7 separate regions of the Mus musculus genome follow, and regions 1, 2, 4, 5, 6 and 7 are each linked to region 3. The links are chromatin contacts, called in public HiChIP or PLAC-seq and promoter capture Hi-C maps. All regions are on one chromosome and are shown on one strand. The core of a region is the stretch at or near the end of the contact, and the rest is flanking DNA. Distances in the headings are between cores, read along the strand shown. Region 1 has its middle 13 kb from the start of Mapk3. Region 2 holds the start of Doc2a (double C2, alpha). Region 3 holds the start of Zfp553 (zinc finger protein 553). Region 4 holds the start of Ctf1 (cardiotrophin 1). Region 5 holds the start of Ypel3 (yippee like 3). Region 6 holds the start of Tlcd3b (TLC domain containing 3B). Region 7 holds the start of Zfp629 (zinc finger protein 629).

Region 1 (2,700 bases), core at 154-2,653, 490 kb before region 3:
CTTACGGGCTCTATGGGCTACAGTCCCACCCTTCAGTTGCCCGGATCACAGGTGTATGAGTGAGGAAGCCGGATTGGAAGTGGATCTCACCCCAGCTGCAGAGCTCTTACTGTTACTTGGGGCTTCAGTGGTCCCAGCTGAGGCTGGGGGTGAGGCAAAGTGTAGTGTTTCTGTTCTGTTCTTTCTAAGCTCCACCCACAGAAAGAACCAAGGCGCACCAGGAGTGTTGTTTTATGCTATGAAATGTGGGGATTTTGTTTTGTTTTGTTTCTACTTCTGTTTCTCTATGTAGACCACACCGTATCCTTCTGCCTCAGCCTGTAATGGAGTGCTGAGATTAGAAGTATGCATTGGCTTATTTGTTTCTGAGATGGGGTTTCCCTATGTAGCCCAGGCTGTGCACACGCTTGCCTCCCCAGTGCCAGGATGCAGGCATACACCAGCACACATGCTTTATGGTGGGGTTTTGTACAGAGATGGATAACTAAACTAAATGCTATGGGGAAAGTGTGTAGTTGTATATTAATGTACATAGAGTAAACCAGAGAACGTCTGTAACTCTTAGAATACTACATTGGGGCTGGTGAGATGGCTCAGCGGTTAAGAGCGCCGACTGCTCTTCCAAAGGTCCTGAGTTCAAATCCCAGCAACCACATGGTGGCTCACAACCATCCATAACGAAATCTGATGCCACTCTTCTGGAGTGTCTGAAGGCAGCTACAGAGTACTTACATGTAATAAATATATACATAAATAAATTTTTAAAAAAAGAATACTACATTGATCAAAGGACACTAAGTTAATTATGACCCTGTTCCAATGTTGTACTAATATATATATACATACACACACATATATGTATACATACATATATATATTATATATATATATATATATATATATATATATATACATACACACATATATTTCAAGACTATCCAATGAGAAAAGCAAAATGTCTCTCTCTCATCCTTTAGGATATTGATGGAGATGCCACAGGAAGAGGGCTTCAAGGGATTAAAGGAGCAGACAGGAAATCCTCTGATTAAAAAGAAGTTGGGCATAATGGCACCAGTCCCAGCACTGGTGAAGAAGAAGCAGGAGATCACAAGTTCAAGACCACCCCAGGCTGCAGAGCAAGACCTTGCCTTGAAAGAAGGTGGAGAAGGTCAGAGAATTGGCTCAACAGGTAAGGGCTCTGTGGACAAGCTTGAGGACCCACGGTCAATATCTGGACCCTATGGAACAGAAGGAAAGAACTGATCTCCACTTGTGCACATGCAGCACACACACGCACATGCAGCACACACACGCGCACGCGCACACACACACTCGGCTGCTCTAACGTGTACAGACAGCATTGGGATGGCTGCAAGTGGACTGAGCTGAGATTACAAAACCAGCAGCGAAAAGGCCACAGCTATATTTGGAAGAAGGAAGAGACCGACGCAGTGCCTAGGGTGGGTGGTGTAACAGCAGCGGCAGATGACCAAGAGGAAGCAGAGCTTCACTACTTTCATCTTGTTTGTCTTTGCATCCAGAAGAAGATGCTCAGGGTTAAAATGACTTAAGGTTGCAGTTAGGGGCTGGAGTCGATGGCAAAGGGGTGGCGAAGCAGCTGCTGGGATGATGTTTGAAGAAAGGAGGAAGAGGAGGAGAGCAAACTAACAACAGAGAGAAAGAGAGAGGGAGAGAGAGAGAGAGAGTAGTCATGAGGAAATGAAATCCTCGGGGAGGAGGAGAAGGGCTCTAACTCCATCAAGGAGGTCTAGACCACAGACTTGGATCCCGTTCTCCCTCTAGAGTCCAACAGAAGCTGTGTGCAGCCTTGCAGTCATTGTAGACAACTGTTGAGTGAGCGGTTTGAAAAAAAGAACATACTGCAAATGATCAATGCCGTTCTACCTTGCGCTTGTAAATGATCTGGAATGAGTTAGCCGTGAATTCTGGCATCAGTCTCCCTGTGGCCGTCTGCGTGCAGGGCAGGAACAGCAGGAAGTTGCATGAACTAAGTGAAGTTCCCTTCCCTGTCCCCCCACCGCAGCATTACCATACTGCTGACAGGGAACCTCTGGGCCTTTGTTTGCTTTGGGCCTTGATCTCAGAAAGTGACAAAGTCCTTTGGGAAATTCAGATGACACAAGGAAACTCGAGCCACGGTTGGTGGCTACCCAACAGTTTCAACATCAGCCAAGCAAGTGTGGTGCTGCACACCTGTAATGCTGGCACCTAAGGGGCAGAGGCAGGGAAGCTGGACATTGAGAGCTAGCTTGGACTACATAGGGAGACTTGATTTCAAAACCTACCATAGAAGCTGGGCCTGCGGCCACAGGCCTGTAATTCCAGCTACCCGGGAAACGGAGTAAAGAGAAACACAGCTTCCAAGCCAGCCTGGACTCAGGGCTACGCAAGAGAATTCTGGGTGATTTATCAGGCCCTGTCTCAAAACACAACTGTGAGGGTCAGGAGTTCAAAGGCATCCTCAGCAACATAGCAAGTTCAAGACTAGCTTTGAGGACTAGAAAAAAACAGAAACACTAGAATAATCGGGCAGGGCACGGTGGCTTATCCTTTAATCCCAGCACTTGGCAGAGGAATGAGAATCTGAGTTTGAGGCAAGCCTGGACTACATAGTGAGTTCAAGGCTAGCCAAAGGCACATAGAAAGACCCTGTCTCAAAAAAAAAAAAAGATTCTAAAC
Region 2 (2,700 bases), core at 126-2,625, 390 kb before region 3:
TAAGGTCGGAGCTGGAGTTCCAAAGAGCATGTGTATTTGTGATCCAGTGTCAGACCAGTTGCACCAGCAGTGCCATTAACTCATTTAATTAGTAAGTTAAGAGTGCTGAGACTTGAATTTTGCCCATTTCATAGGTGACTGGTATTGTGTTATATAATGTGACTTTATAGTATTCTTTTAAAAAAGTTTTAAAATACAAACATGTAAAATTTACATGTAACGACTACCATGTTATCTTTTCTTTTTCTTTCTTTCTTTTTTTTTTCCAGAGACAGTTTCTCTGTGTAGCCCTGGCTGTTCTGGAACTCACTCTGTAGACCAGGCTGGTATCGAACTCAGAGATCCGCCTGCTTCTGCCTCCCGAGTTCTGGGATTAAAATTGTGTGCCACTATGCCCAGCCCATGTTATCTTTTTTATTTGGTGTTAGGGATCATACACTGTACCAGGGGCCGCAGGCCTGGACAATGTTCAAGTGTACAGTTAGTCAGTATTAAGCATAGTCACATGTTGGGCAGAAGAATTTCTCTGTTGAGTCCCAATATTTAGTGAGGCTGACTTAGTGTCAGGCCGGTCCGAGATGAATCAGCCCCTGTTCTCTGCCGCAACTCCCCGGCTGTAAACAGGGAGATTTAAACTGTCATCAGAGCTGAGTCTAAGGGTTATGGATAGAGGAATATAGAGAGATATAAGTGTGTGTGTGTGTGTGTGTGTGTGTGTGTGTGTGTGTGAGTGTGTGTGTGTGCACTCCAGAAGACTGCTAGGATCAGGTGACTGTAATGACCCGGAAGGCAGTTTTCAGGAGCAAAGGATCCTAGAGGTGGCGGCAATGCTCTGAAACTGAAGGTTACTTGCCAGCTGTGGCCAGGGGATTCTTGGCTTGAAGGGCCTCTCTGAGGATTTGGTCTTTCCAGGAGGTAAGTTCAGGACGCAAGAAAATCAAAGGTTAGGGTTGAAGCCTCCTGTTAGCACACAGCCTGTAATCCCAGTGAGGTAGGAGAGTCAGGAGTTCAAGGCCAACCCAAGCTTCCCATCTGGCTAATGCCCATTAAGATATTTAAAAAACAAGACAGAAGGCTAGTGGCGAGAGGCAGGAGGCAGTTCGTGGTAACTGAAGGTTCGAGGGACAGAACTGGAGATGACAGAGGGTGGTGGGAGATGTGGGTCTGATAAAGAGACCTAGGTTCTAAGGGCTGAGTTGAATCACAAGATGGAAGGAGGGATGGGAAAGCCAGTCTTCTTCCGAATGTGGTTCCCCAGAGCGGCAGGAGCAGGTCTCTCCTCTTTCGCCGGCGGGTCCCTAGGTCACTGCGGATCTCTAAGCCACACCCACGGACACCCAGGGGTAGGACAGCTGCCCTTTCCTTTCCCCTCTGGTGCTTTCTAGGATGGGGGTGTGAGTGGAAACCAGCGTCGCTATGGCAACCAGGCCGGGTGGTCGGGCCCTGGAGCCCTGGGAGCCAGCGAAGGCGAGAGGCGGGGCAGCGGGAGGCGCCAGGGCTGCGCGGCGGGGCGGGGGCCTGGGTCTCCCGGGAGGAGCTGGGGAACACCGGGCGCCTCTCGCGGAGGTGCACGCCAAGTTCTCGGGTGAGTGTGCACGCGTGTGAGCTGGCCCAAGGCTCACGGGCGGGCGTGAGCACGAGCACACGTGTCGAGTGTGCACTCGCGTGCGTTCTGGGGCCCGTGTCTGGCCCTCTGCGCCCCGCGCCCCTCCCGGCCGCCCGCAGCAGCTCCCGCCACTCCCGCCCCGCGCCGCTTCTCGCTCGGTCCTCGCCCGCCGCGCCGCAGTCGCCGCCGCCGCCCAGCCTGCGCCCACGGGCCGCCCGTGCCGGGCACCTGTTGGAGGCTCAGGGACAGGTGCGGGGGCTGGACTGGCCAGGGGAGCGCGGGTGAGGGTGAGAGGCGGAGAAAACGAGGCAGGGGGTCCCTACCTTGGGAGAACGGATGACCCGGGTTAGGGATAGGCAGGCAGGCAGGCAGGCAGGCAGAAGCTTGGGCTGAGTGAAGAGAAGCCTAGAGGGGTGGGTGACACCCTGGCCAGCCCCGCGCCTGGTGCAGAAGATGGCCAGAGCTTCAGAGCAAGCAGCAAAGGAGGGAAGCTGTGGGGTCCCTGGAGGACTTGAGGGGATGGGGACAGAGGGAGAGCCCAGGATGAGAGGAAAACCCTGGAAAGGTGACAGAGGGACAATGTGCAGGTAGTGAGCAGGGTTAAGGGGGAGTCACGACCTGTCTGCTTTAGGACTGATCTGGCAACCCACCCAGCCCTTTGTGAAGCCAGGCCTCCTGCCTGCCCACCAGCCAGCGCAGATCATCTTTTCCCTCGACACCCAGGAAGGGAGGGCAGTGAGGTTCCTACAGACCCCAGCCGGCCACTCCAGCTCTACACCCGTCTCCCAGTCAGAGGTGCTGCATGAGGGGCCGCAGGGGCGATCGCATGACCATCAACATCCAGGAGCACATGGCCATCAACGTGTGCCCTGGACCCATCAGGCCCATCCGCCAGATCTCCGACTACTTCCCTCGCAGGGGGCCAGGACCAGAGGGTGGCGGCGGCGGCGGTGGCACGGGCTGCGGGGAAGCCCCAGCTCATCTGGCCCCTCTGGCTCTGGCCCCCCCTGCGGCTCTCCTTGGGGCCACTACACCCGACGATGGAGCTGAGGTAGACAGCTACGACTCGGATGATACCAGTGAGTCTGGGGGCT
Region 3 (2,700 bases), core at 176-2,675:
CAAATAGTACCATACAGAATGTTCCAGAAAACAGCAACCACGTCCTTGTTCCAAAAAGTTACAGCCATCTTGCAAGCCTACATTTGTCTCAAAAGATCACTGTAACCACCTGTTGTTATGAACGCCTTGTAACTGTTCTGCTCTGTAACTCCACCTATTTGCCTGCCAAATCCCCAGTTTGGACCCCCCCAACCCCCTCGAGCTATAAAACCCTTATTTTTCCCTAGTTCAATACTGACCTTTGAATCCATCTTAGGGGCAGGCATCTCGTGTAGAAGAGTAACAAAGCTTGCTTTAATTGGGCATGATAATTTGGGTCAGTGGTCTTTCTCCTCCCTGCTTTGGGATTAACAGGACCAACCAATTTTTTTTTTTAAGTTAGTTAGAATTTTTAAAATTTGGGGGGCACATTGCACCAGTGCATGTGGAGGTCACAGGACAACGTGCACTCTCCTTTCCACCACACAGGTTCCCTGGAGAGAACTCAGGTTGTCAAGCTTGCGGACAATCCCCTTTTCCCACTGAGGCATGCCACTGGCCCAGTTCTCCACGCCTTGTATGATTTTTTTTAAAAAAACTGACCGCACTCTAGCCGGGCGTGGTGGCGCACGCCTTTAATCCCAGCACTCGGGAGGCAGAGGCAGGTGGATTTCTGAGTTTGAGGCCAGCCTGGTCTACAAAGTGAGTTCCAGGACAGCCAGGGCTATACAGAGAAACCCGGTCTCGAAAAAACAAAACAAAAAACCCCACAAAAACTGACCGCACTCAAGGGACAGACGATGCATGGTTTAACTTTATCTCTAACTTCTGCTTTATTGACAAATCTAATATAATACAAATAACATTATGTACTGCTAAAACATAACGAATTAATAAAAACCCCGTTAGCACTCGCTTTAGTGGCAGGACGGAAGCCTCTGGGTACTCACCTCTATAAAGGAAAACCTGCCTACAACATAAGATGCCGGGGTTATGCTTCTAGGGCCTGGATCCTTTGGAACGTGACTCCAGCAAGATGGAGGCAGGGTTTATTCTTCAGTCCCTCCCTGGGCTTGGCCTTTGCAAAGCCTTTCTTTGTTTTTCTACCTTTGTCTCCGCCTGTCGTCCTTTGTTCTGTCTCCCGCCCGTTTCTCTCCAGGCTCTCCGCCTCTTAGGGCCCCTGATTCCATTAGGGTGACTTGACGGTTCTTATCTGTTTCTACATCTCTTTGTCTCTGGTACCCAGTCTCTAGGTCCTGTCCCCGAGCATCGTCTCTCGCCGACAGTGCCCCGACTCGTGACTCTCAGGCTAGAACTTGGCAGGCTCCAGCTCGACCTGCCTGCCCCGGCCCAGCCCCCACTCCGAGCTGGGCTTTGTTTCCCCCGCCTCGGCGCCCCGCCCCGCCCGCCGGCTCTCTGTTTCCCTTTGTCTGCCACTCCATTCCTGGGCTCCTTCCTGGTTGTCCCGCGCGGGCAGTCCGGCTCCGCCGTGCCAGCTGTCCATCCGAGGAGGCACGCCGCTAGCGCCGCAGGGCACGGCTAGAACTGGTCCACGCCGCCGCCGCCGCCGCCGAGCCCGCGGCTCCTCCGGGTCCTAGAGCAGCTCGCCGAGGCCCGTGCTTCCGCTTCCCGTCCCGCCCAGCGGCGCCCGGGACGTGGGCCGAGCCCCCTCCTGGCGTGGCGTGGAGCCCGTACCCGTGCGGCTGGCTGCTGGGTTCCTGTTGTACCGAGGGGAACGGGGCGGCAGGTGCCCTCGGACTCACCGGGGCCGCGTCCCGGTCGTGGGCCGACGGTGCAGCGCGCTGCACAGCCCTGGGGCGCCGAGCTTCGCGGTACAGAGGACTTGAAAGCGGCTGAGAGCCATCGGTACAGGTGAGGGCGGCGGTCCGCATCGCACAGGAAGGTAATGGATGCTTGGGGACCCAGGGCCCAGGAAAGTCGGACGTGGGCGAAGGGGCAGCAAAATCCGAAGGGAAGAAGCCAACACCTACTGTGTGCCAGGCCGTGAGGGGCATCCTCCCTAACGCTCTCCCCTCCCCCTTCACTCAGCCCTACTGCAGGCCTCCAGGCTCAATTGTAATCTCTGGTGCTCTTTCTCTGCATGCGTTCTGCTGTAAATCCAGCTCTAATACTGGCTGCCTTCTCAAAACCTTCCCTGGCTTTCTTATTTTTATTAATTTAAAAGCTCTAGTGTTAAGTACAGACCTTGCGTGCTCAGAGTAGTCTCAGTATCCTTTTCCAAATAACCGCGTTCCTTTCCGTTGTTTTTGCTGCAGAGTAATGCCGGTCCTTGACTTATCTCTTGCCTCTTGTGGCAGCAGGTTTATTCCGAACCCGCAGTTACAATCATTGCTACTTTGTTTTTTCTCTCCTACACCCCATATCTGTTTATCTGTAGGGAAGTAAGTTTATACAAGATCGTAGAAGTTACCAGGATAGAGCCAATGGAGTGGAGAATTCAGATCCAGTCTGGGCAGTACAGTAAGACAGTCTCAAAAACTGGAGGAAAAAAAAGAAAAAAAAAAAACCCACAGAAATTCGATCAAAAGACCATATACTAGGTTTTCTAAATTGAAATACTGTAATATAACACAGGCTTGAGTAGATAGTTAGAAACTCGGCCCAGGGTAGGGTTTCCTCCAAGTAGGAAACACTTCTCTCAAACCCGATGGCATTCAGTGCTGGGATGATTTATGGGACCGCAGAGAGGGGCTTGGAAAG
Region 4 (2,700 bases), core at 66-2,565, 480 kb after region 3:
AGGATGTCTTGTTAAGCAGACACATGAAAGAATGTTGTCCTGAAGCAGACACAGGTGAAAGGTCCCATGATGAAGGAGTAGAAATGTGACCCCAGGGTCAGTGGGACACTGAGCATTGGTGTGGTTTGCTCCGCCTTGCTGTACTTCCCTAAGAACACGAGTGTATTGGTTCACCTTACATACTGTTGTTGAGCTCAACTTGTGGTTACACCACCATTGAGAGAAACCCAGCCAAGAGCTGCTCCTGAGGTTCCTGTGGCAGCTGCTGCTTCAGTGGCCTTGGGCCAGTTGGTGAGCCTTGCAGTTTCTTCAGGATTAAACTACAGCTGCTGGTTTGTGCATGGCGTCTGCCTGCCTAGAGGACTGGACTGTAGCTGCTGAGTGTTTGGTGTTTGCTATGGGACTGAACTGCTGACAAAGGAGACCAAGCTTGCCCCCCAAAGAACTATTGCTGAGAAGGTCCACCTCCCCCATATTCTAACAACTTTTCTCTTCCACTGCCTCTCATGGGTGGTGGGCAAGAGGAGAGGTTAAACGTTTATTAAAAGTAGGTTGCAAAAAGAAAAAAAATATATGCCTATACTCCTTCATCTGACGCCTCATCATCTGGGTCCTCTCTGTGCCAGAGCCAAAGACAAGAGTAGGTGCTTGGGAACCAATTATAGAGGCAAGTGTGTCCAGTCCTTTCCGTGTCTACCCCAACGTTAATGAGTTGCTGTTCGGGTGTGACCTCCCTGAAGCTCGTGCTTGCCTGTGTAGAAGGCTGGGTCTGAATGCCTTAGTACACACACAGATGTGTGCGTGCGAGGGTCTCTAACGGTAAGGTGAGGAACAGTCTCACTTCTGATCAGTGTGACAGAGAAATTAGAAGGCATTTAAGATAACTAGACCAGGGGGTGCGTGCCTTAGGTGGACCCTAATCTAAACAAGGCTTCCCTGGCCTCTCTTTGTCTTCCCCAAAAAGGAAGTCCTGCCTGCATTCTTCTCCTGCCAGCCTTGCACCTTTCCTCTCAGGTTTCCCAGCTTTTCCCTCCAAAGCAGCCAATAAACAGGCTCTACCTCAGGTCTGAGCCTGAGTCTCCTCCCAACAGGACACAGAACTGCCTTAAAGGCCCAAGTTCCCATTCACTGTGCCAACACCTGCCTCCCAATTCTGGCCCCTTCCCAGTCTAAGCTCACAAGCCGGTTACTGAGCTCTGGGCCAAGGAATTTTGACTGAAAGTAATGGTGGGAAGGAAATATTTGGGGTCTGAACTATGATTGGCCGAGCCCGAGCCACGCCCCTAGCCCTTTCCCCCTTTTTCCCCCTCCCCTCCTCCTCCCCCGGAGGGGTGTGTTGAGGGAACCTGGATAAGCCTGGGGCCAGCATGAGCCAGAGGGAGGGAAGTCTGGGTAAGGGGTTGAATGACTTGATCCTGTGTCCTTGGTGAATAGGAGTCGGGGGGATCGAAAGCTGGGGTTTGGATGTCTGTCAGCACCACCCCACCCCCAAGTCTGGGAGGGGAACGGCCTGGGCGGGGGAGAGGAGACGCCGGTGTCAGGTAACCAGCGGGTGAGTTGGGAGAAAGAGCAGGCGCAAGGAATTGAGGCTTCAGGGCCTTGGGTTCAGGGGTTAGATCACCGAATATATATGGGTGAGTACACCCTGAAAAGGGGCTGGGGTCGGGTTGGAACAGGATAATAGTGCTTCTTGAGAATTAGGAAAGAGTCAAAGCTGAAAGACTGGAGGGAGAGGCCGAGTTAAGGAAGTCTTTGATCTTCGAAGAAGCTACAAGTGACGAGAGCTCAAAATACAGGCTTCGGAGATCTCGGCTGGCGGTGGGAAACTCCGACGGAGGGGATTGTCGGGTCAGGACTACATTCCCCAGCATGCATTGGGGTCCCGGCAACATACATATTGGGAAATGTAGTCGGCTTCCCGTGGCACCACCCTCTAAACAGGGAAGGCCATCCTGTCGTTGATTCATTGATGCTGCTGAGCCTAGCAGGTCACATAGGAGCAACATGAAGGGAATAGGTCTTCGGTTTCTCTATCTGTACAAGGGGCCGGAAAGGCGCGTTCAGTGCTTCAGAGATGCTGACTGAATTCAAACAAGAGTTGGAGAAATCCAAAGATATGTGAACTTTGACCTTAAAGAGTTTCTGGATAGTATCGGTGATGTAGAGTGAGGAGTCTCAGGATCAGACAGATTCACACGGATAAAAGAAGCTACTTTGGAAGTATGAACAAATTCCCTAAAGTGGAAGGAAGAAATTGATTTGAGAATAGGGAGAACTTGGAGGCAGCACTAAGAAGGAGGTATTTGAATTTGGTCCTAGTAGTATTTCAATAGTGACCTGAGGACAGGAGAGACATCTATGTAGAGAAACTGCTTGGTGGAGATCTGGTGCCTGGGATGGGGCAGATTCTTCGTAGGTTGAATATTAGCATCCAGAGCAGAGACTCTGGGTTCAGGGAGAGCCAGCTTGGGAAAGATGGTTAAGGAGTGGGGTTTGGTTGCCTTTATAACCTCTCACTTCCTTCTCTTTCCCACCAGAAGACCACCAGACTGACTCCTCAATCTCATTCCTACCCCATTTGGAGGCCAAGATCCGCCAGACACACAACCTTGCCCGCCTCCTGACCAAATATGCAGAACAACTTCTGGAGGAATACGTGAGTAGGTGTAGGGATGGTGGAGGAATACGTGAGGAGTACGT
Region 5 (2,700 bases), core at 134-2,633, 460 kb before region 3:
CAGCCTCCTCAGCCTGAGGCCCTGTCCTGTCTTTCTCTTAAAAAATAAATATTTTCTTGTCAGTAACATAGTTCATGGAACAAGGGGTTGGAGGGTCGATTCGGGAGGCTAAAAAGATGGCATTAGCGGCTGGGGATGGAAGTTGGTGGTAGAAGGCTTGCATACCATGAATGCAGCTCAGAGTTTACTGCAAGCAAGTGCACATAGCATCTTAGGAGAGATCAAGAAAGCCTGTGGTGAGCTAGGCCTAGGCTTTAACCTCAGTACTTGGAAGGCAGAGGCAGGTGGATTTCTGTGAGTTATAATGCCAGGGCTACAAAGTGAGACTCTGCCCACTGACACCCCTGCAAATAAAAGCCTGGGGGTGTCAGTAGGCTGGCCCACTTGTTCCACTACATTCCAGACCCAGCAGAGTGGCACCACACCCTGTGCCAGCTTGGCCTCCACTCTAAAGCATGCTAGCCCAAGCGTCCTGGACCTAGACTCTAGAGATTCAGAGATGAGTGGTTGTCCTGAAACCATTAAGAGACCCAGGCATATGCAAGGGACGGAATTTCCTCATGTTACTGATGTTGGGCACCTTATGTGCTGAGCTGTACTGCAGCAGGCAGGCATGGATTAGCTCGCAGGCTCTCCCACAGTACCTGCTGTCCACTTTCTGATCTCCAACATTGGAGTTCATTTAATAAATATTCCCAGTGCAGCACTTTTCAAGCCTGCCTGGTTCCTGGGACTCTGCAGTGAACACAAGTCTAAGTATACCAGACACACGATTAAACAGACATTTTCACTGGGGTCAGACCTACAGAAACCTCGAGGTCAGGCATACCAGAGAATGCCTGGAGCAGATGATGCTCAGCAGTAGAGATTTTTAAAGCGTTGGTTCCTGGGAGTCTAATAGAAGGACACCTTTAGTTCCCTTCTAACAATCTGTTCCACGTGCTTGGGAAAAGTGTGAATTCCAACTTTGACTCTTACCATCTGGATAATCTCTGGAGAGGATCTCTTCTCCAAGCCTCAGGAAACTGGTCAAATGGAGACAGTGGTCTGTGGATAAACGAAGACAATTACGACTATTTCCCAGGGGTTTGCATACAGATAACACGCTCTTATTAGCCCCATGCCGGGTTAGGATCCTTGTCTCTGAGCACCCGAGATAGCAGAGCAGCAGAGGTGCAATCACGCCCGGGTTAGCCTCTGGGTTAGGCTGCAAGTCGTAGCCGCATTTCCGGGCGAGACGGCTAGCGGGAGCCCGGAGCAGGGGGAAGGGCAGCCCAGCCTGCGCTGGCCGCCGTATGACGCGCCCCCTCATTTGCATGAGGCGCTCCGATTGGCCACGAAGGCCGCCGGGACAGGAGGCCGGCCCCCTCCCCCTCCCGCCGCAGCCGCGGCAGCAGCTGGTCTCGGTGTAAACAAGTCGAGGCGGCTGTGAACCGGGCCGGGGGGGACGGCGCCCATCAGGAGCGCCCCCCACTCCCAGGCCAGGCCACCCCGCGGACCGGGCCCTCCACGCGCCCAGGCGAGGTGAGGCCTGGACCGACGTCTCTGCGCGTTGCCCCGCGCCCCCGCCCCGCAAGCGAGGACTGCCCCTTCCCCCGCGCACGCCCCCATCCCCTCGCCCCAGGTGAGCCCCGGGGTCTCAGGTAAGGCTTGGCGATGCAGGTAAGATTCCCCTCGGCGGAGATGAGGCTCAGCGCCTGCAGGTAAAAACCCCTCCTCTCTCTAGGGGACCCTCTTCCTTTGGGGAGGCCTGCCTCCTCCAGGTGAGAGACCCTTTCCCCAAGCGAACTCCATATACCCCACATTTGCCCTATCACTAGTCCAACTAGGGTCCCAAGGACCAGTCAGTTTCTGCCCCCCCCCCCCATTCCTCAAAACTGAAAACTGGCAGCCCATCCACTCTGAAGCCCCTTCTTCACGTTTCAGATGCCAGTTCAGATGCCAGCTCAGCAGGGGTGAGGCCAGAAGCTGGTGGGTGACTCACCTAGAGCTCCTCCTAGCCTCAGTTTACCCGCTGATGCAACCTGAGGCCTCCTCAGTGAGTCAAAACTGAGATGACTCTGGTCCCTGGTGAGACTGCTGGCTCTAGGGAAAGGAGAGAGCAGCCAAGTGTGACAGAGTCCCCATAGTTCTGGGCTTGTCTACATGTGTGTGGCCTTAGTCCTGATCGTCCACCTCTCCTTCCTGGCAGGCACTGGGCTCCCTCTGCTCCCCGTGGGCCGCTCCCCGCGTGGGGCCACTGCCCTTGGCCCCCGCCATGGTGCGGATTTCAAAGCCCAAGACGTTTCAGGCCTACTTGGATGACTGTCACCGGAGGTATAGCTGTGCCCACTGCCGTGCTCACCTGGCCAACCACGACGACCTCATCTCCAAGGTAAGCAGGTCACATTTTAGTCTAGAATGGCAATGGGCTGCCTGGCAACTCCCCACCAATAGCCCTAACCCCCTCCTCTCGTCTCCCCACTACCCTCCAGTCCTTCCAGGGCAGTCAGGGACGTGCCTACCTCTTCAACTCTGTGTGAGTATTCATCTCCTTCCTTTCTTTTCCTGACCTCTGTTGTGACCTGTGACTCCCTGGTATGCTGATATTCCCAGAGTCCCTTGTTTCTGACAGGAAGCCATGATCAGGCTCCTCTTAGAGGCTAAGACCAGACACTTAACATACTAGCTAGAGGGTGGCTCTGGGCTGCTGAGACCCTC
Region 6 (2,700 bases), core at 101-2,600, 410 kb before region 3:
ATAGTAGCCCCAACTCCTGCGGGTGTCAAGACTTCCCTCAGCCACTCCCACAGACTGCCACTAGAGGGCAGCACAAAATAGCGAATTGGCCCCTTCCTCTAGGGCGCAGAGGGAGTAGGCTGTGGGCTGGAAAGGTCAGTTGTCAGTAGATAAGTAGGCTCATCTCAGGGTCAGTGAGAAACTCAAGCTACAGTGAGGTGTCAGTCCCCATGATATACAAGTCTGAAGGACAGATGGGTTTGGGAAAGGCCAGGCTCTAAGAGGCCATGTGAGAGTGAGCATTAGTAGTTGTGTGCTAGGCCTAAATTACCCTGGCCAAAGCACGGGGCTGCTCTTCCCCTTGGATTAAAGGAGGAAGTTGAGTCAGCCAGCCACCAGGCTCTTCTGTGTAAGCAGGACTGTTCTGAGGAGTGGCCGAGGACAGGGAACCAAGGCAACAAGGAAAAGGGGACTCCAGGAGGCCATTGGCCTGAGGGAGGGGCCCCGGCTTCCATAACTCCACTGGGTTTTCCAGGCAGCAAGCACCCTCTGCTCTTCAAGCCCACCTTCTAACCCTCTCTCCCAGGCGAGCACTTCCTCTGTCGCCCAAGCTGGCTACCAGGAGTGATCCTCCTGCTCCTGGAGTGCCACCAGGTCTACATGACTGCTTCCTGTCTCCCAGTGCCCTGGTGCTAGCCATCAAAGCCATGCTGGAGGGCTCTGACAGCCAGCCATCTCTTCCCACTTAGCTCTGTTCCTGTCACATCTTAACTTTCTGATCTTGGGGAACCTTGGCTCCCACCTCAGGGCTATCCCCTGACCTCTGAAGAGCATAGGAGCATAGATTTCCCCCTGGGCTGTCACAATAGTGAGCCACACTCCTGAGGGAGTGACTCGTTGTGGTGCGAGTCGGAGTGCAAGCGAGGTGACTGATGTAGTTTCCACTCCCTCTGACTGGAGAGGCGGACGGGCGGGGTGGAGGGGGCTGTGGGTCTGAAGGACACCGTGAAATGGCTTGTTCCTATCTGTGCCTTCAGGGAACACACCATCTACTCAGGCTGCTTTCTTCAGGAAATCTTCTTGGCTGGAGTGAGCACCCCTAAGCTGAGATCCCTGCAGGCCACTGAGGGACACCCATTTATGTTTATAAGCACCAGCAGAAGGAAATGCCAGACATTTTTAAAGTGCTGACAGGAAAGGCGGCTCAGTACTCCTGCTAGGTGGAGGTGTCCGGGGGGGGGGGGGGGTTTAAGAGAAGAGCCATCCTTTCCCTAAGCCCTTGTCCCCAGCAGCCCCCTGCACTGCAGCTCCTGTCTCTTTAAGGGCCTCCCCCTCCCTCTTTCCTTGTCCCCCCCCATCTCTGTCGCAGCCGCTGCTGTGGCTCAGAGCTGCATGGGAGACAACGCTGCTGCAGGTCCGGTTTCTTGGTGTCTGGTCGGTGCCATCATTTCCCTCCCCCTCTCCCACCCTCCCCAAGCTGGTGGCTTCCCCTCCCCCTCCCCCTCCTCACAGAGGGGGCAGGGGGCTGGGCACCAACTCTATAATGCCATGTGCGGTGTCTGCACAGGGCAGCGGGGCTCTAGCGGCAGCAGCAGGAGGAGGTGGTAGCCTGTGGTGGCGGGAGAGCGGTGTTGACTGGTGACCGCTTGCCCAGCTGCGCCTCCGCTCCGCTCCGCTCCGTCCTTTCCTCCCTCCCTTTTTTCAGGGCTGGCACCACCGTCCCCCACCCCGCCTCCTTGGGCCCTCCCAGCCTCTCCACGTAAGCCCCCCCCCCACCTGCCGCGGTTCTCCCTCCCCTCCCCCACTGCATCTTCCTCCTCCTGTCCCCTCTCCCTCTTGGTCCTCTCATCAAGTCCTCCCTTGGTAGTCTCTCCCCATCCTCTCACCAGCGCTCTGTCGTCCCCCCCCCCCCCCCGCCACCTAGCTAGCCCTTTCTTTCTGTGTCCCCAATCTCATTGAAGTCCCTTTCTCCCTTGCCCTGAACTGGTCCTCTTGTCCCATCCTGTCCCCGCCCTGGCCCCTTTGTGCCTCCCCCTCCCTCTTTCTCTCTCCCTTTCTGGCTTGGCAATCCCTTCTTCACCTCCAACTCCCTCCCTCAATTTGGCCTTCCTGTCCCTTCTGGACCCTCTGGTCTCCCTGCCCGGGTTCAAGTCACCATGCTTACCCCAATGGTGGCTGGGGGGGTGGTGTTCCCCGGACTCTTCCTCCTATCCAAGAACACGCTCCAGAGGCTGCCCCAGCTGCGCTGGGAGGAGGCCGACGCAGTCATTGTCTCCGCCAGGTAAATGGCATGCCTTCCCCGAGAGTTCAGCCCCTCTCTCTCCAACAGGCTTCATGGGGAAGGGACCCCAGCACGCCCCTGGGCTCAGTAGTGGTGGGTAGGTTACATCCAAGCTTCCTTCCCTCCTTGGACCTCATTGAAACCCAGCCATCTGGACTACTATTGAGCTTGAGCTTGCTTCCCTTAGCACCTTCCTATCCTCCCTCTAAAGCAGGGCAGCATGTGACTAAACAGTCCCACAAGACACCCAGGAGCAAGCCAAGGGGCAAGACTGTGTTTTTCAGGGCTAGTGTTTGGGGGTCAAGGTGTAGAAAAGTAGACAGTGAAACTTGTATATCTCTAGAATAGGGCCGCCAGGAAGAGGGCCATGGTAAGAATCAGGAAAATAGTGGGAAAGTGTGTGTGTGGGGGGGGGGGGGGCTGGGGTCACTGGGGCCAGT
Region 7 (2,700 bases), core at 173-2,672, 380 kb after region 3:
GCGTCTCTGAGCTCTAGGTACGGATGTCCCCAAAGCCACCCAGACACACACCTGGGGACCCATCCTTCTGCCTTATTCTTTTTGTTGATGCTTCATCACACACCTAGGACAAGTACCCAGTAAAAACTCTGCTGGAGGACTGAGTGAGCTGGACACCTCATGCTCCCAGAAAGCCAGCCTATCTTGTTCAGTGTCTTTTAAGATCAGTTTGCAGATCGATGTCAGAAAAGTGACATAAGTTCGTCAGAGTGAGCCCCCAGGGGAAGGAGTCATATCTGTCACTCAAAATCCCGGGGGTGATCCCCAGGAGAGAGAACAGGGCTGCAGGAGGGCGCTGACATCTAACGGAATCCCTGGAATAATCTACCCTCGGGGTGACAGTGTGCATAGGTACTTTGTGCACAGGGACAAAGAGGACAAAGCTCACCAAGAGGTAGCTGGGGTGTGAAGCAGGTGAAGCAATGGACAGCTGACCAACTGCTAATGCAGCCGAGAAGTGAGTTAGCCATCCCCTATCTCTAAGTGTTTTTAGGGAGAGATGGGGGCCCCCCGGAGAGGAGAAGGTTACCCTGCTGAGCTGACCGAGAACAGGTAGGAGCTTAGATACTTGGACAGAGAAACTTAAAACTCAAGGGCCTACCGTAGAAGGGAAAGAGTTAATAACCAGGCCACATGCAAGAAGTAGCAAAGACTGCGAGGCGACTACTACTGGGAACCAGCCCAGGCCCAAGAGCGCCAGCCTCCTGCCCCGGACGACCCCCAGAGGACCGAGGCGGGAAGGACTGCCGGAGACGGCTGCCTTCCCGCGGAGGTGCGCGCGGCCCAGGGTGACCCTGACCAGGAGGCAGCGGGACCGCCCTCGACGCCGCCCCCCGCACCCCGGCGGACCAAGACTTGAGCGCCTCCGGCCGGGAGCACCCACCCTGTCCCCGGCTCCCAAAGCCCAGGCGAGCCGCCGGCGTTCCCTCCCCGCCGCGGACGCCCAGGCTGCCCGGCTCCGGGAGAGCGGCGGCCGCCTCGCCGCCCCCGGCCGGACTCGCTCTCTGGGCGCGCGCGCCTCCCCTCCCCCACGGCGGTCCCCGCGCGGTTCTCACAATCCCCCGGCCGCCGTCCCCCGCCGCCCCGGGCCCGGCCTGCGCCCCTCGCCCGTCGCCGCCTCCTTGGCCCTATTGTTCCCCGGCGGCTGTCCCGGGCCTCCAGGCCACCCCGGGAACCCAGGCGGCCCCAACTCACGGCTCTGGGGTCTGGGAAAAGCCGAAAGGCAGAGGCCAGCCCCAGGGGACTTAACCCCTTAAGTGCCCTGCCTCGGGGGACGGGCTAGATGCCGGGAACTCTAGGGTCCTTCTCAAGGGGTGATTCCAGGCTGAGGACCCGGGGACCAGTTCAGGGTGACTGGGACGGAGCAGGAAGTGACCCCAGCTTCCCGGGCCCCTCTAGCCTGGAGTCAGAACATCAGCTCTATGGGATTTAACCCTTTGCCTCCCACAGCCTGGGAAAAAATGAGGGGGTGGGTATGGAAGCAAGGAGGTGGCTGATGACGCCCCTCTCCCAGTGTCTAGTGGAATCACGGAAGATCAGCTTTTGGGGGAGCTCAGAGGCCGGCGAAGGTCTTCGGATTTCTGGCCATTCTCTCCAAAGACTCTGCCAGCCGCTCAGTTAAGCTGATCTCAGATTCGGCCGCCGCGGGTCCCCTGAGACCCGCCTTTGTTTGGACTCACCCAGGACTGGGGCTGGTATGCCTGGGTTGGTGATTAGGAGGTGAAAGCAAAGGTTGGGTGGGCTGACCTAGCGGTAAGAGCAGAAGCTAATGGGCCAGGCAAGGCTACCCAGCGCTACGGACCCTCTTACCCACCTCTCACCCCCCCACCGGTGGTCAGGTCTCCCTGGAGGAAGAAACTGACAAGGTAGGCAAGCATTACCCCTTCCCAGCAGCTCGGTGGTAAGGTATGCAACTCACTGCAGGGCAATCCTTCCATAAACTTAGGGAGCAAGAAGTAGTGGTGAATTCCTGTAATTCCGTTGCTTGGGAGACAGAGGCAGGAGGACCTGAAGGTTCAAAATATTCGTGGCCCACATAGCTCCAGGCTACCTAGCGAGACCCTGTTTCTAAACAAGGAACCTCACAGGGCTCCCAAACTGTTCCTGCTTGTGTCTCATTTTCTCCCCACCACATCCTGAGAGAGGACTTAGAATCATCCCCATTTTACAAGGCAAATTAATCAAGACATGAGATGTGAGGTAAAGTTCGAGGCCACAGTTTTCAATGAACCCAGGTGTGAGGAGACCAGAGTTGAACAATTGAACATTCTACCCTCAAAAAGTTCCATAGTAGCTAAGCACACCACCTGTAATCTTCAGCCATTAGTAGGCTGAGGCAGGAGAATCAAGAGTTGGACTTCAGGATCAGCCTGGGATGCACAATAGGACTCGTTTCAAACCTTAAATAAATAAATAAATAAATAAATAAATAAATAAATAAATAAATAAATTCCAAGCCCTGTATGGGAGTGAATAGCTGTGACTCTAGCACTGCAAGCTGACACAGGAAAATCACCATGAATTAAGACCAACCTAGGTGAATATATACTGGCTGGGTCAAACCCCCCTCCCCCACACATGTAGCAGATGTATATAGCTCGGTCTTCATGTGAGTCCTCCACAGCTGGATCAGGGGTTGTCTCTACAGCTTTTGCCAGCCTG

What was found. Promoter capture Hi-C pulls out the DNA fragments that hold promoters and counts their contacts. HiChIP or PLAC-seq counts read pairs in DNA pulled down with a chosen protein or histone mark.
Region 1: a contact with region 3 is called in an H3K27ac HiChIP or PLAC-seq map of microglia, with 5 times the contacts expected there. The contact joins the enhancer-like site here to the promoter of Zfp553 in region 3. A contact is called at or near these places in 4 of 115 datasets of contacts at active chromatin or transcription factors (embryonic hindbrain, forebrain, large pre-B cells and 1 more) and 1 of 9 other capture datasets (macrophages).
Region 2: a promoter capture Hi-C map of pre-B cells shows a contact between it and region 3, with 4 times the contacts expected there. The contact joins the promoter of Doc2a here to the promoter of Zfp553 in region 3. A contact is called at or near these places in 10 of 39 promoter capture datasets (the C10 cell line, cranial neural crest, embryonic stem cells and 6 more), 1 of 15 datasets of contacts at CTCF or cohesin (embryonic stem cells), 2 of 484 Hi-C or Micro-C datasets (bone marrow-derived macrophages and pro-B cells), 6 of 115 datasets of contacts at active chromatin or transcription factors (bone marrow-derived macrophages, embryonic forebrain, embryonic hindbrain and 3 more) and 4 of 9 other capture datasets (adipose tissue, liver, macrophages and 1 more).
Region 4: a promoter capture Hi-C map of liver shows a contact between it and region 3, with 3 times the contacts expected there. The contact joins the promoter of Ctf1 here to the promoter of Zfp553 in region 3. A contact is called at or near these places in 1 of 39 promoter capture datasets (liver), 1 of 115 datasets of contacts at active chromatin or transcription factors (bone marrow-derived macrophages) and 2 of 9 other capture datasets (liver and pancreatic islet).
Region 5: a contact with region 3 is called in a promoter capture Hi-C map of pre-B cells, with 7 times the contacts expected there. The contact joins the promoter of Ypel3 here to the promoter of Zfp553 in region 3. A contact is called at or near these places in 13 of 39 promoter capture datasets (the 3T3-L1 cell line, the HPC-7 cell line, cranial neural crest and 9 more), 1 of 15 datasets of contacts at CTCF or cohesin (large pre-B cells), 1 of 484 Hi-C or Micro-C datasets (B cells), 18 of 115 datasets of contacts at active chromatin or transcription factors (the NIH/3T3 cell line, bone marrow-derived macrophages, craniofacial prominence and 11 more) and 3 of 9 other capture datasets (adipose tissue, liver and macrophages).
Region 6: a promoter capture Hi-C map of hippocampal neurons shows a contact between it and region 3, with 6 times the contacts expected there. The contact joins the promoter of Tlcd3b here to the promoter of Zfp553 in region 3. A contact is called at or near these places in 14 of 39 promoter capture datasets (3T3-L1-derived adipocytes, the C10 cell line, the HPC-7 cell line and 10 more), 6 of 484 Hi-C or Micro-C datasets (B cells, the G1E-ER4 cell line, bone marrow-derived macrophages and 3 more), 17 of 115 datasets of contacts at active chromatin or transcription factors (acute myeloid leukemia, bone marrow-derived macrophages, effector CD8 T cells and 12 more) and 3 of 9 other capture datasets (adipose tissue, liver and pancreatic islet).
Region 7: an H3K4me3 HiChIP or PLAC-seq map of embryonic stem cells shows a contact between it and region 3, with 9 read pairs. The contact joins the promoter of Zfp629 here to the promoter of Zfp553 in region 3. A contact is called at or near these places in 1 of 484 Hi-C or Micro-C datasets (urothelial organoids) and 2 of 115 datasets of contacts at active chromatin or transcription factors (bone marrow-derived macrophages and embryonic stem cells).

Annotation. Positions count from the first base shown.
Region 1 is chr7:126,744,883-126,747,582 of GRCm38.p6, forward strand. No RefSeq gene overlaps it. Among named protein-coding and RNA genes, the nearest start is that of Mapk3, 13 kb to the right of the region's middle. Within about 2 kb of position 1,404, at least 99 of the 459 cell types and tissues checked have an H3K27ac peak or open chromatin away from gene starts, as enhancers often do. A contact at or near this core is called in macrophages and microglia, where this site is marked.
Region 2 is chr7:126,846,178-126,848,877 of GRCm38.p6, forward strand. It overlaps Doc2a (double C2, alpha), which reads left to right and starts at 1,376. Exons shown (of 11, transcript NM_010069.1): 1 at 1,376-1,855; 2 at 2,238-2,685. The coding sequence starts at 2,409.
Region 3 is chr7:127,231,636-127,234,335 of GRCm38.p6, forward strand. It overlaps Zfp553 (zinc finger protein 553), which reads left to right and starts at 1,426. Exons shown (of 2, transcript NM_146201.2): 1 at 1,426-1,851. Gm4532 (predicted gene 4532) reads right to left here and starts at 1,495. Exons shown (of 1, transcript NR_030674.1): 1 at 783-1,495. It also overlaps a transcript of Septin1 not described here.
Region 4 is chr7:127,711,388-127,714,087 of GRCm38.p6, forward strand. Ctf1 (cardiotrophin 1) reads left to right here and starts at 1,316. Exons shown (of 3, transcript NM_007795.2): 1 at 1,316-1,392; 2 at 2,538-2,656. The coding sequence starts at 1,368.
Region 5 is chr7:126,775,580-126,778,279 of GRCm38.p6, forward strand. It overlaps Ypel3 (yippee like 3), which reads left to right and starts at 1,384. Exons shown (of 5, transcript NM_025347.3): 1 at 1,384-1,524; 2 at 2,192-2,374; 3 at 2,475-2,518. The coding sequence starts at 2,258. Gdpd3 (glycerophosphodiester phosphodiesterase domain containing 3) reads left to right here. Exons shown (of 10, transcript NM_024228.2): 10 at 1-66. The coding sequence ends at 48.
Region 6 is chr7:126,821,953-126,824,652 of GRCm38.p6, forward strand. It overlaps Tlcd3b (TLC domain containing 3B), which reads left to right and starts at 1,351. Exons shown (of 5, transcript NM_029978.1): 1 at 1,351-2,260. The coding sequence starts at 2,136.
Region 7 is chr7:127,613,850-127,616,549 of GRCm38.p6, forward strand. It overlaps Zfp629 (zinc finger protein 629), which reads right to left and starts at 1,423. Exons shown (of 3, transcript NM_001362196.1): 1 at 1,234-1,423.